Regions from separate parts of the Hordeum vulgare genome. Here region 1 is linked to region 2. The links are chromatin contacts, called in public Hi-C maps. All regions are on one chromosome and are shown on one strand. The core of a region is the stretch at or near the end of the contact, and the rest is flanking DNA. Distances in the headings are between cores, read along the strand shown.

Region 1 (5,990 bases), core at 2,577-5,076, 250 kb after region 2:
ATAACGTTCACCTTTATTACCACGATCGAACCCTTGGTTGCCGGGTATTCATGACGGGCAGCGCACTCTATATAAGCCACCCCTCCCCTCTGGCACAAGGGTTCGCACCCCTTGTAACTCACACATTCCACTCGAAAGAAGCTCTCCGAAGCACGAGACGTAGGGTTGTTATCTCCACCGCGAGAGACCCGAACTCGCTAAAATAACCGTGTCACCTCTTTGCATCTCGATAGATCATGCTCCTTTATCCTATCCCTTTTTGTTGTCAGAATCGATACGACGAGAGAAGCAACGAAGGAAGGTGTCTGGATGAAGCAATTCATGAAAGAGCTTGGAGTTGTGCCAATGCACTCGATCCAATGACCCTGTTTTGTGAAAACACTCGTGCCATTGCTCTAGCTAAGGAATCAATGTTTCACAAAAGGACCACGCACATAAAACGCCGTTTCAGTTCCACCTGCGATTATATCAAGGAGGAGGACATAACATTTGCAAAGTACATATATATCTGAATGTTGCAGATTCATTGATTAAACCTCTTCCACGAGCAAAACATGATCAATACCAGAACTCTATGGGTGTTAGATTCATTACCTTATAATAATAGATTATTGACTTTAGTGCAAGTGGGAGACTGTTGGAAATATGCCCTAGAGGCAATAGTAAAGTGGTTATTACTATATTTCCTTGTTCATGGTAATCGTTTATTATCCATGCTATAATTGTATTGATTGGAAAATCAAATACAGGTGTGGATACATAGACAACACAGTGTCCCTAGTAAGCCTCTACCGGACTAGCTTGTTGATCAAAGATGGTTAAGGTTTCCTAGGCATCGACATGAGTTGTTCTTTGACAACAGGATCACATCATTAGGAGAATGATGTGATGGACCAGACCCAAACCGTAAGCATAGCGTTTGGTCGTATCAAGCTTACTGCTATTGCTTTCTGCATGCCAATGTATTTGTTCCTATGACCATGAGATCATGCAACTCCCTCACACTAGAGGAATGCCTTATGAGTATCAAATGTCACAACGTAATTGGGTGATCATAAATATGCTCTACAGGTATCTCCGAGGATGTCTGTTGGGTTGGCATGCATCAAGACTGGGATTTGTCACTCCGTATGACGGACAGGTATCTCGGGGCCCACTCGGTAATACACCATCGGAATAAGCTTGCAAGCAATGTGACTAAGGAGTTAGTCACAGGATCTTGTATTACGGAACGAGTAAAGAGACATTCCGGTAACGAGATTGAACTAGGTATTGAGATACCGATGATCGAATCTCGGGCAAGTAGCATACCGATGGACAAAGGGAACTGCGTACGGGATTGACTTAATCCTTGACATCGTGGTTCGACCGATATAAATCTTCGTAGAATATGTAGGAACCAATATGGGCATCCAGGTACCGCTATTGGTTATTGACCTTGGAGGTGTCTCGGTCATGTCTGCATAGTTCACGAACCCGCAGGGTGTGCACAGTCAACGCTCGGTAACGATATAGTATAGTTGAGTTATTGTGTTGGTGACCGAAGGTTGTTTGGAGCGCCGGATGAGATCCTGTACATGGCGAGGAGCTGTGGAATGGTCCGGAGGTAAGGATTGATATATGAGAAGTTGGTATTCGAGTTTTGGAAGAGTTTCAGAAAGCTATCGGTTTTGTGACGGAGGTTCTGGAAGAGTTCCGGGGGTCCACCTGTCCCGGAGGGCCCTATAGGTTGTGAGATGTGGCGCACCAGCCGCTTGTGGGCTGGCCACCCCTCCACTTGAGGCCCATGCGACCAAGGAGGTGGGCTGGCCTAGAGGTGGTCACCGCCCCTCCTTCCTTGTGGGCCAAGCCACCTCTTGGTAGCCGCCGCCCCACCCTAGGGGAAACCCTAAGGCGCCACCCCTCCTCCCTTCCCCTATATATATTAGAGGAGAGGGAGGGCAACTGCACCCCAAGAGCCACGGCACATCCCTCCTCTCTCTCTCGTAGTTCTTCTCCCTTGTTCTACTGCGACACCGCTTGGCGAAGCCCTGCCGATACAGCTGCATCACCTCCGGCATCACGTCGTTGTGCTGCCAGAGAACTCAAGCTGCTACTTCACCTTCCCTCGCTGGATCTAGGAGGTGAAGGCGTCATCGAGCTGTACGTGTGTTGAACGCAGAGGTGTCGTCCGTTCGACACTTGATCAGGACGTTCGTGATTGGATTGCGGGACGGATCGTGCTTGGATCGCTAAGACGTTCGACTACATCAACCGCGTTTCTTAACGCTTTCGCTTAGCGATCTACAAGGATATGTAGATGCACTCCCCCTCTTGTAGCTATTGATCTTCATAGATTGATATTAGGTGTACGTAGGAATTTTTTTGTTTCGCATGCAACGTTTCCCAACACTGTAGACGTGTAAGGCCCAGTCCAACAGTGCTTCCTTCCATTTTTCCTTTTTCTCGGATTCCTTTCTCCTTTTAAATAAAAGCTTCTGTTTTGATTTAATTTTAATACCAAAAGACTTTTGTAAAATTTGGCATTGGATCCATTTATTAACTTGCATTTTTAGGCTGTGGCACAAATATTTTTTTTGGCCCACTAAGAAAGTGTGGGAATTTTAATAATTCAGAAGGCATTTAGTTAATTGTTTTAGTCTCTGTTATAATTGTTTTGAGGCAAAAAAATACTTGATAAAATGTTGGTTCCAATTTTATAAATGCTTAAGGAATATTTGTAACCCAAACATGATTTTAGTTTTCAAGTTTGCCAAAATATTTGAACCACTTATTACTTAAGTTTTGAATTTCAGAAAGAATTTGAAATGGGATTATGATTCAAAAGTGATCAACGACTGTTTAACAAAAATGAATTAGCTTAATCTTCCGATAACTGTAGCTTGATCACATAGGTTACTGTAGCTGATAATCCAGGGGTGTTACAATGCAGAACATGATCGTCGAGGATGAGGGTGGCGATGCTGCTGCATCTCTAGAATTTGAAAACATGGATGATTTTATCCAACTTTCGAAACAGAATCCGGCCATATTTAAAGAGTTTATTCAAATGCATCAACAAATTCGTCATCAGTCAACTCACGAGTAGCCGAAGAAAGATCTGAGTGAGCATTAATGGACGATGATAGGAGACAACAATGTTGATATGTAATATTTGAACTCTTTTGAATTTGAACTAGTACTCCATGCGGCTATTTAAACGCATGTATTCTTTGTATGCTGCTATTTGATCGTGTACTTAAAAATTAATGAGGAAAACTGAATGTATACAGCTACAGTTGAATGACGTCTTTCGACATGTGTGTCCGTGGACTGATACCCTATCCAGGAACGGAAATTTGTGGTTGCCGTTCAAAATGCACTAACCATCCAACCACAATTAGATTCGTTGGTCCATCATAAGTCCATGACTATCAAAACGGGAACTCTCATCGTGCAGATGAGCCCCATTTGTACTACTACATCACTGTTGCATGATCCTGTGACGAAGACGAACTGTCTGGCGGGACATCAGAGTTGATGTGCTAGGTTATCTCGTCTCGTGAGACGAACCTAGAGAAATTTCCCGTTGTTTTATGAGGCGAGTATAAACTGTAAAGGGGATTACCAGATCTTTTCCTGTTGTTTTCGTGCGGTAAACATTGAACAATGTACCGTGCCAACCTCTGCACTCGAGTGCAATGTTTTTACGGGCTCGGGCATGACGACGAGGGGCCGAGTGGTCGATTTCTGGGCGGCTGGCACCAGCGGATGAGACGCCGGGAACGGCCAGGACATGCCCGCGTCTGTCGGTCCTGTGACGGAACCTATCCATTTGTAGCGAGGCTGGCTGCTGAAGCGGCGCAGGGGCTCGACCAGCAGCTCGCTGTTCTCGTGCTGCGTTTACGGCCCTATTTGCCATGTCTTGTTGCGACAGGGCAATGAATTGGCGTCGCACGCAGACGCAGCAGGCGGTGTGGTTCAGGTTCAGGGCTGCTGGCGCAAGCAACAATCTCGGTTCGGGGTCCTGCCGGCCTATCTGAATCTGATGCAGGCGCTGAGGCTGAGGCTGGGGGTTGCATCTGAGCTTCATATGGTCCAGTCTCCGCCTCGGTTTGGGAAACACTGAGCATGTGTAGTTCATGGCCCTCCCATCGGTTTGTAGCGCTTGCGGTCACTAACCCAGGCCCAAATGATAATCATATATAGACATACAAGGGTGTAAACATGAAGGAAAAAGGGCATAAACATGATCAGTTTGGCTGGCAACATGCTGCTAGAGGGGGCGGGGGAGGAAGAGGCCTGAGAAGACAAGGCGCGCAAATGGCAAAGCGGCCTCGTGCTCCTCGAATTTCGAGCGGGCGCCTGTCGAGCAAAGCGGGAGGGGCCGGGAATGGGATCATTGCTCGACATACAAAGAAAGTGACAGCCGTTAGAATTACCTCCTTTTGCCTTTTCTTTTGGTGGATGGAAAACGGGCTTTGCATCCTCTCGCGTGTCCGCCTGCATCGTGGACTGAGCCGTCAGAAATAGCGGACCAGTAAAACGATAAACCTTTTCACAAGACATTTTCTCCTTTCTCTTTTGCAACCCAAAAGGTCATCAGAGCCGGTACAATAAGACACGGTCAGCAGACTGTTGGATGAGAGAGAAGAGGGGAGAGAAGGGAAGCGGACTCTTCGTAAAGAGTCAGCTCTAAGCTCTAGCACGTGCTCCTAGATGCTTTCTAAGAATGAAAGGTGAGCCATATATGATAAAAATACTACTCTTTTATAGCTAACTATTGTACAAACTAGCTATAAAATAGGTTATAAGACTGCTTATAGCCAGCAGTTGACTATGCTATTAACCATGCTCTCAAAGAGAATTCTGCCGAAATCAGTCCGTTCAGAATCAGCCCGTTTTCTTCATGAATACGTAGCACAAATTCTCATGTTCGGGGTGCGATGACGCTGGCAGCGGGGCGCGACGGCGTGGTGGCGACGATGTAGGGGCTGGCAGCTCGTGTGGGCGCGGTGGGCTGCGCGGAGGCCTTTGGCTGTCGTGCTGGCTCGATTTGGCTCGGCGATCTGGCTGCCTCGGTTGCACGCGGTGCGGCGGCTCCCGTCGGCGGTGGAAGCCGGGGCGGCGGCCCTGCAGTCGGCAGCGGCGCTGCCTCTCCCCTCCTGCTGTTGGGGCGTGTGGGGTAGCGTTTGGGCCGTTGTCGCCGATCTGGCGTCGGCGCCCTAATCTGGTGGTGTAGGCGCCCTGTTGTGTGTGCTGGGGTGCTTGAGGTCCCCTCCCTCGGCCGGAGGAGCTGTGGTGGTGGTGGCGAGCTGCAGCTTTGAATGATGGCGCGGTGACGTCACTATGGTGGTGGTGCATCGACGTGGAAGGATCTGGCCGGCGTACTCGTGGAGCTACTGTGATGTAAATTGCGACTCTTTCAAATGCGATGGTTGATCTGCTCTTGCAGCTCCGGTGTGCGATGGGTTCTACTATGTGGGTTGGGAGAAATCACGGCTTCGATGAGGCTAACAACGGCGACGCACGCAGGCACCGTTCTCTTCGTAAAGGCGTTGTCTTGGACCCGATCGGACTACCTTCCTCGAGCTCGGGGGGAAACCCTTGGTCCATCCTTCGGTCCAGATGACGGCGGTGCCAAGGCGTCATTACCTTCTTAAAGGCGTTGTCTTGTTGCTTGAGGAGCATCGACGGTGCGGCCCGAGTCAAGGTGGACGACTCTTTGGTCATGGGCCTCCTTGGCACAATGTACGCCGTCACCGATGTTCTCTCGATGACACATTTCCTTGGTCCGTCCAAGCCCTGTCTTTCACTTGCCGACTTTCTCTTGGCGCAATTGGGTGGCGGTATGTTGGTTTTGTTGGCCTTGGGTCTTGGTATTGTTGTAGAGGTATCGACGTTGGTTGTGATGTGGCTAGGTTGCTTTGTGGCTTGCCTTATTGTCTTTGCGTGAGGTTAGACTAGGAAAGCTTGTATCATAGTAGGGACGGTGTGTGTGTGCATGATGG
Region 2 (6,117 bases), core at 1,730-4,229:
GCGCCACAAGGAGAGAAATGTGACAGCGACTTTAGAGCGCCAAAAGATACAGGTCCTCAAGGGCGATATAACGACAATCCATGCAGCTCGTGGCCTCCGTCCCCGCCGCCAGTCACACTGCTGGAACTTCACACTTGGTGACAAGAATTTAATGCTTGCTCTACTCCGACAGACATCCAGCTTGACGCATTATTCTTCTCCCATGAACTTTGGAGCAATTATTTTTGCCTTCACGTTCCAATCCTATGAGAATTTACCCTCAATCAATTGCTTTCGATAAGTATTAATCCACGCCCTCCGGACATCCTCAAGGCCAATGCAAACACCACATGCAGCCACCTCTTCGAGGCCTTCTGCAACGGGGGCGGAGTGTGGGCCTCACTCGTAGCGCTCCTCAAGGAGCTCTCAAAGTCTGACCACCATGTCATTATCCTGCACAACCACATGGCAGCATTCATGGCGCCATCTAGGCAAAGCACACTGAGGAATTCAGGCAGGACAGACAGTCTAGCAGAACCATGCCTTCGAGGCGTGGGTGCTGCCACTTCAGGGCCAGCAGAACCAAGCCGAAGACAATGGCGCCGTTCACAGACTAGCTAGGAGGGAAACTCTGAGCTGAGTAGGCACAGGCACACCGGCAACTTGCACTCCTGGATTTTTGTCCTTCACCCTCCGTAGCCGCATCACGCACCAATCTACCTCCAATGGGTGCACACCGTCAACCGATGGTCAAGGGTATTGATTTTGGAGGAGATAAATGCATGGGCGGTCCTCAAAGTTTCCGAGGTGTGTCAAGTTGGTCCCAAATCTTTGAAAATGCATGTCTGGGTCCTAAATGTTACGTAAGTGATTCATTCCAGGTCCTTTTCTCGTCTGACCAGCTTTGACCCACGCCACGTGGACAGTGGGGCCAGGAGACCAAACGGCTGGTCGTGGATATTTGCATGAAGCCCCCCCCCCAAATCTCATTCAGTAGCGTCCACGGTCCCGTTCCTCTCCAACCCCTCTCTCTCTCTCTGGCAATTTGGGAGGCGACCAGCGGCGGTGATGTTGCGCCTCCGGCGGGCAGATAGCTAAGGCGGTCGCCCCGACGCGGCGGCCGCATGAATGGCGCCCGCAAGCAAGGGGCTCGTGCTGCGGCGACCCGGCGATCCTCTGCCGCGCTACAGTAAGAAACCTAACCCTATCGCAACCACTTTCTCGCCGCCCATCCGAAGTAGCTCAAATTAGCTGTAGATTTTGACAAGATTCGTGATATTTAGGCCCACTTGAGGAGCTCTTCACAGTAGAAATCAACTATGGTGGATTCTTTTGCAGATTAGGCTCGTCCAAATCTTATGTCGATGGCAAAATTGCTCGTTTTGTCTCTTTATTTAGGCCATGTTATGTGTCTTTATTTAGGCCATGTTATGTCTCTTTATTGCCCTGTTTTGCTTATTTATGCTTATTTGTGGACTGTTATCTGCAGGGATTGATAAATGCTGTAAATGCATTGTGGCCTGATGCACAACACAGATTTTGTGTAAGACACCTGCATCAAAACTTTGCTAAGAACTGGAAAGGTGACATCTTCAAAAACAAATTGTGGCAAATTGCAAGAGCTACCCATGAGGCAGATTGGCAGAAGTACATGGAGGAGATGAAGGTGCTGGATGAGCAAGCATGGCAGTACTTGGATGCAATTGACCCAAGATATTGGTGCAAAGCTTTCTTTGATCCACTTCCAAAGTGTGACTTATTACTGAACATATGCTGCCGTCGCAGGTGAAGCTACTGGGAAAGGTGCAACCGACGAGGAAGCCTTGTACTTCAATGTCTTGCCACCCGACGAGCTTCCGGCGAGAGACATGGCGGCGGGATAACAGAGCTAAGGGAGAGCAAACCTAGGGACTGGGGAATAGAAAGACCGAGGCTTATAAGGGTTCAGATGCAAAGTTTCCAACGGCCAGGCGCGGGAATTCTCCCGCCACACGCCCCACTGTCCACGTGGCGTGGGTCAAAGCTGGTCAGACGAGAAAAGGACCTGGAATGAATCACTTACGTAACATTTAGGACCCAGACGTGCATTTTCAAAGATTTGGGACCAACTTGACACATCTCGGAAACTTTGAGGACCGCCCATGCATTTATCTCATTTTGGAGAGAATAGAGAGAAGGGAAAGAAATGAGAATGATATGTTGGAGCCTACATCTAAATATGTGGATTGTCCATGTGAGATGCCACATCTACCCTGACAGTGGTTCAGGGCCATTACTTTGGTGTTTAGCTCAAGCCAAACGCAGCCAATCGAGAACAGGCGCTACCTGCAACAGTTAGTCTCGAGAATGGTGGTTTTGTGGAGAGAGAGACAAATTAAGGCGGTTGTTTTCCACTAGACTGACTCAAAAGTGTTGGTTTTGTGTAATTTACTCCACTACTGCAATGGTGCTCAGCGCAACAGGTCAAGAGCAGTTGCCGCAACAGAAGTTAAGCAGCTCCATGGGTAGTATTTAGGCAATTGCATCTGCCAGGCATCTCCTTAACAGCAGTGGCATGGGGCACGGGAGCTTTAGGACACTGCGAAGCAGTCGCTGGCGCATCTAGGAGGGATCAAATTCGACGCTCTCGCACTCCCACATGGTCAACAGAGCGTGGCCACCTACTCGGAGCAGAAGCGGCCTCGATCCGGCAAGGGCAGTAACCGAGCGAGGGGTGGGGCGAATGCGAACCTGGCTGGAGGGAGGCCTGGCGGAGCGACTCCTCGGCGAAGGCGCGGACCTCGCGGGCGGTGTCGAGGGTGGCCGTCAGGCAATCCACGAGCCACCGCTGGTCCCCGTCCGCCGCCATTGCAACCGATCTTTGACCGCAACCGCCGCCGACGACGACGACGACGACCTCGCCTGGGTTGGAGCTCGGCGCGGTCGCCTTTTGGTTGACCGGGGCTGATTTTGGTTTGAGCGGGATCGCGCGGGGAAGGCGGGCGGGCGGGTGGTGGGAATGGTGGGGGGATTTGGGGGTTTTGCGCTAGGGTTTTTATACGGGAGCGGAGGGTGGGCGGAAGAGGAGAGGAGACAGGGGTGGTGGCGGCCGGGGAGAAGAGGAAATGGGGAGAGCGCGAGCGGGTTGAGAGGGAAAAAAAAGGCTGCGCTGGACTGGGCCGGCTTGCCAGGCTGGCCGGTTGGGTGCGCGTTCGCTGGACTTTTTTGGTGGAGGCGGCTGCCATTTTGAATGGCGGGAAAGGGCATGCCAGTTGCCAGATAGCTGGAGAATTTTAGTCTCAACACACACAAGAACAGATAGCGGGGAATTTCGCCGAAAAATCGCTTCGTTCCTAAATACTCATTCCGTTCCAAAAATCTTGTCTTAGAATTATCTATGTATGAATATATCTAGCCATATCTTAGTATTTAGATACATCTATTTCTAGACAAACTTAAGATAAGAATTTTGAAACGGAGAGAGTATAAGTCTTTTTAGAGATTTCACTAAAAGGTTATATACTAAATAAAATGAATGAATCTATATTCTAAATTATGTCTATATACATCTATATGTTGTCCTTTAATGAAACCTCTTAAAAAAATTATATTTAGGAACGGAAGGAGTAAGTAAGATAGGTAGGAATTCCACTATCTTCCTCATTTTTTCAGCTGGGAATAGTAGTATTTTCCGAGCTTCCTGCAAATATTACTAGATATTTCTAACTCTCCCTCAAATCAAAAGAAAAGATATTTCTAAGTCTCAAACAATTCGATGCAATTGTCATGATTCGTGTCTTTCTACTGTGTGGGGCTCATTGTGCGTAGATCCTGTTGGACGCTCATTGCGTCCAAATGTACTTGGTTCGCATATGAGCGTATGAGGCGTTATGAAAAAAAATGGACCAGCTCATTTAAGCCATATGTACGCTCTACAGATCCTGCTTTTGGAACCTTCTATATTTCAGTCCGTTTTTTAACAGTTTTGTGGGCCTTCTAGATGGATTAGGTCCAACTTTTCCTTTTAATCTGCTTTTCTATTGTTTCCTTCATGACTTTTTTCTTTTTCTTTTTTCAGTGGTTCTTATCTTTTTTCAAATGATCAAAATTTCAAATTTTGTTCACTTTAAAAAAATGATTGAGAATGTACTTTTTCAAACAAAATCTTAATGTATTCAAAAAATGTTCATAATTATTTAATATGTTCAAATTTTCAAAAAAATGGAAATTAAAAATATTGATAGCTCCCCCAAAAAATATTCAAAATTATCAAAAAATTATTCAGAATGACTTGACTGCATTCATATTATTTACTTTCTGATCACATTCATATTGGGCTACTTGATGCCTTGTTGCACTTTTGTTATTATTTACTTTATTGCAATTACTCTTTCATTCAAATAAACCATCAAACATTTTTTGTAACTTTACATTGAACTTAAAGGTGAACTTAAAGGTGAACTTAAAGGCTCATTGTGCGTAGATCCTATTGGATGCTCATTGCGTCCAAATGTACTTGGTTCGCATAGGAGCGTATGAGGCGTTATAAAAATGGGCCAACTCATTTAAGCCATATGTACGCTCTACAGATCCTGCTTTTGGAACCGGGAGTCACTAATTAGCAAGTGCTTCTTTCGGAGCCTTCCAGAGAGCACTCCCACGCGTTGTCACTTGGCGCGTTTTCAGCCACCGCCACGTGTCACGTTTTGAGCATTTTCTTGGGATTTTGTTTTTTTATTTTTCTCGCACGCGTTTTCGGTTTTTTAGATTGGTTTATTATTATTATTTTTTGGTGTTTCGGTTTTTAACCGGTCATTCTTAATTTTTTGACGAAAAAAATTTCAATTTTTTTTCGAAAAAACATGTTTTTGTTTTTTTCATGAGAGGCACGGTTTTGCTTTCGCTGGAGACATGTTTTTGCGTCCCCGAGAGGCACGGTCGTGCCTCTCGGAAACGAAAAAAAACGCGTTTCTGTTTTTTTGGCGAGAGGCACGGTTTTACTTCCACGAGAGACACGAATTTGCTTCTACGAGAGGCGGGATCGTGTCTTTTGGAAAGAGAAAAAACATGTTTTCGTTTTTTTAGCAAGAGGCAGGGTTTTGCTTCCGCGAGAGGCACTCGAGAAGGGAAAAACATATTTTCTGTTTTTTTCCGCAAGAGGCACGGTTTGCTTCCGCGAGAGGCACGGTTTTGCCTTTGTGACAGGCACGCACGTGCCTTTCAGAAAGGAAAAATTGCGTTTTTTTAGAGAGGCATGATTTTGCTTCTCTGAGAGGTACGGTTTTGCCTTCGTGAGTCTCGGAAAGGAGAAAATGCGAAAAAAAACATTTTTTTTTTGTTTTTTCTATCACGGGAGACATGGTTTTTTGGTCCGGTATTTTTCGTAAAAAAAATCAAAATCTATCAACATGGGATTTAGTTTTGAAGATCTCGACGCGAGAAATCCAATGGTGAAAACTGTTCGAGATTTGGACGCAAGGTTTAGGAGATAAGACGTTTTGAAAAAACGAATCTACGAAAAAGGAAAAACTCACACGTTAATACAAGTGACACGCATGCAGTGCACCACTTGTCGCGACCTAGGGTTGGAGTGATCTTTGAAAGGAGTACTCGCTAATTAGTGATTTCGTCTATATTCCAGTCCGTTTTTAACAGTTTTGTGGGCCTTCTAGATGGTTTAGGTCCGGCTTTTCCTTTTAATCTGCTTTTTTATTGTTTCCTTCATGAATTTTTCCCTTTTTTCAATGGTTCTTATCTTTTTTTCAAAAAATTCAAAAACTTATTTTTTTCAATGTTTCACTTAAAAAATGATGAATGTGCTTTTTCAAACAAAATCTTAATGTATTCAAAAATGTTCATAATTATTTAATATGTTCAATTTTTTGAAAAAAATGGAAATTAAAAATATTGATAGCTCCCCACAAAAATTAAAATTATCAAAAAAATATTCATAGTTTTCAAAAAATGATAAACCTTGATGCTTGTAATCTTGTAAAGTTGAATCTAGTTTGATGTTTTGATATTGTGTTGTGTCGCAATTCTCTAGTGGTGATGTACTAACATCAACTTTATCACTTCACTTTTAAGGGAAACATAAATTACCATACCCTAAGTTTATGAACTATTGCACGAGGGGTTGTTGGGACGCCAAAGTTTAAG

The links. Hi-C and Micro-C count contacts between places; a contact is called where the count stands out from the background.
Region 1: a contact with region 2 is called in a Hi-C map of seedling, with 2.8 times the contacts expected there. The contact joins the enhancer-like site here to the promoter of LOC123412567 in region 2. A contact is called at or near these places in 2 of 6 Hi-C or Micro-C datasets (leaf and seedling).

What each region holds. Positions count from the first base shown.
Region 1 is chr7H:121,502,050-121,508,039 of MorexV3_pseudomolecules_assembly, forward strand. No RefSeq gene overlaps it. Among protein-coding and RNA genes, the nearest start is that of LOC123411753, 180 kb to the right of the region's middle. Within about 2 kb of position 3,827, at least 3 of the 3 cell types and tissues checked have open chromatin away from gene starts, as enhancers often do. A contact at or near this core is called in leaf and seedling, where this site is marked.
Region 2 is chr7H:121,250,649-121,256,765 of MorexV3_pseudomolecules_assembly, forward strand. It overlaps LOC123412567 (importin-9), which reads right to left and starts at 2,980. Exons shown (of 33, transcript XM_045105517.1): 1 at 2,710-2,980. The coding sequence starts at 2,827.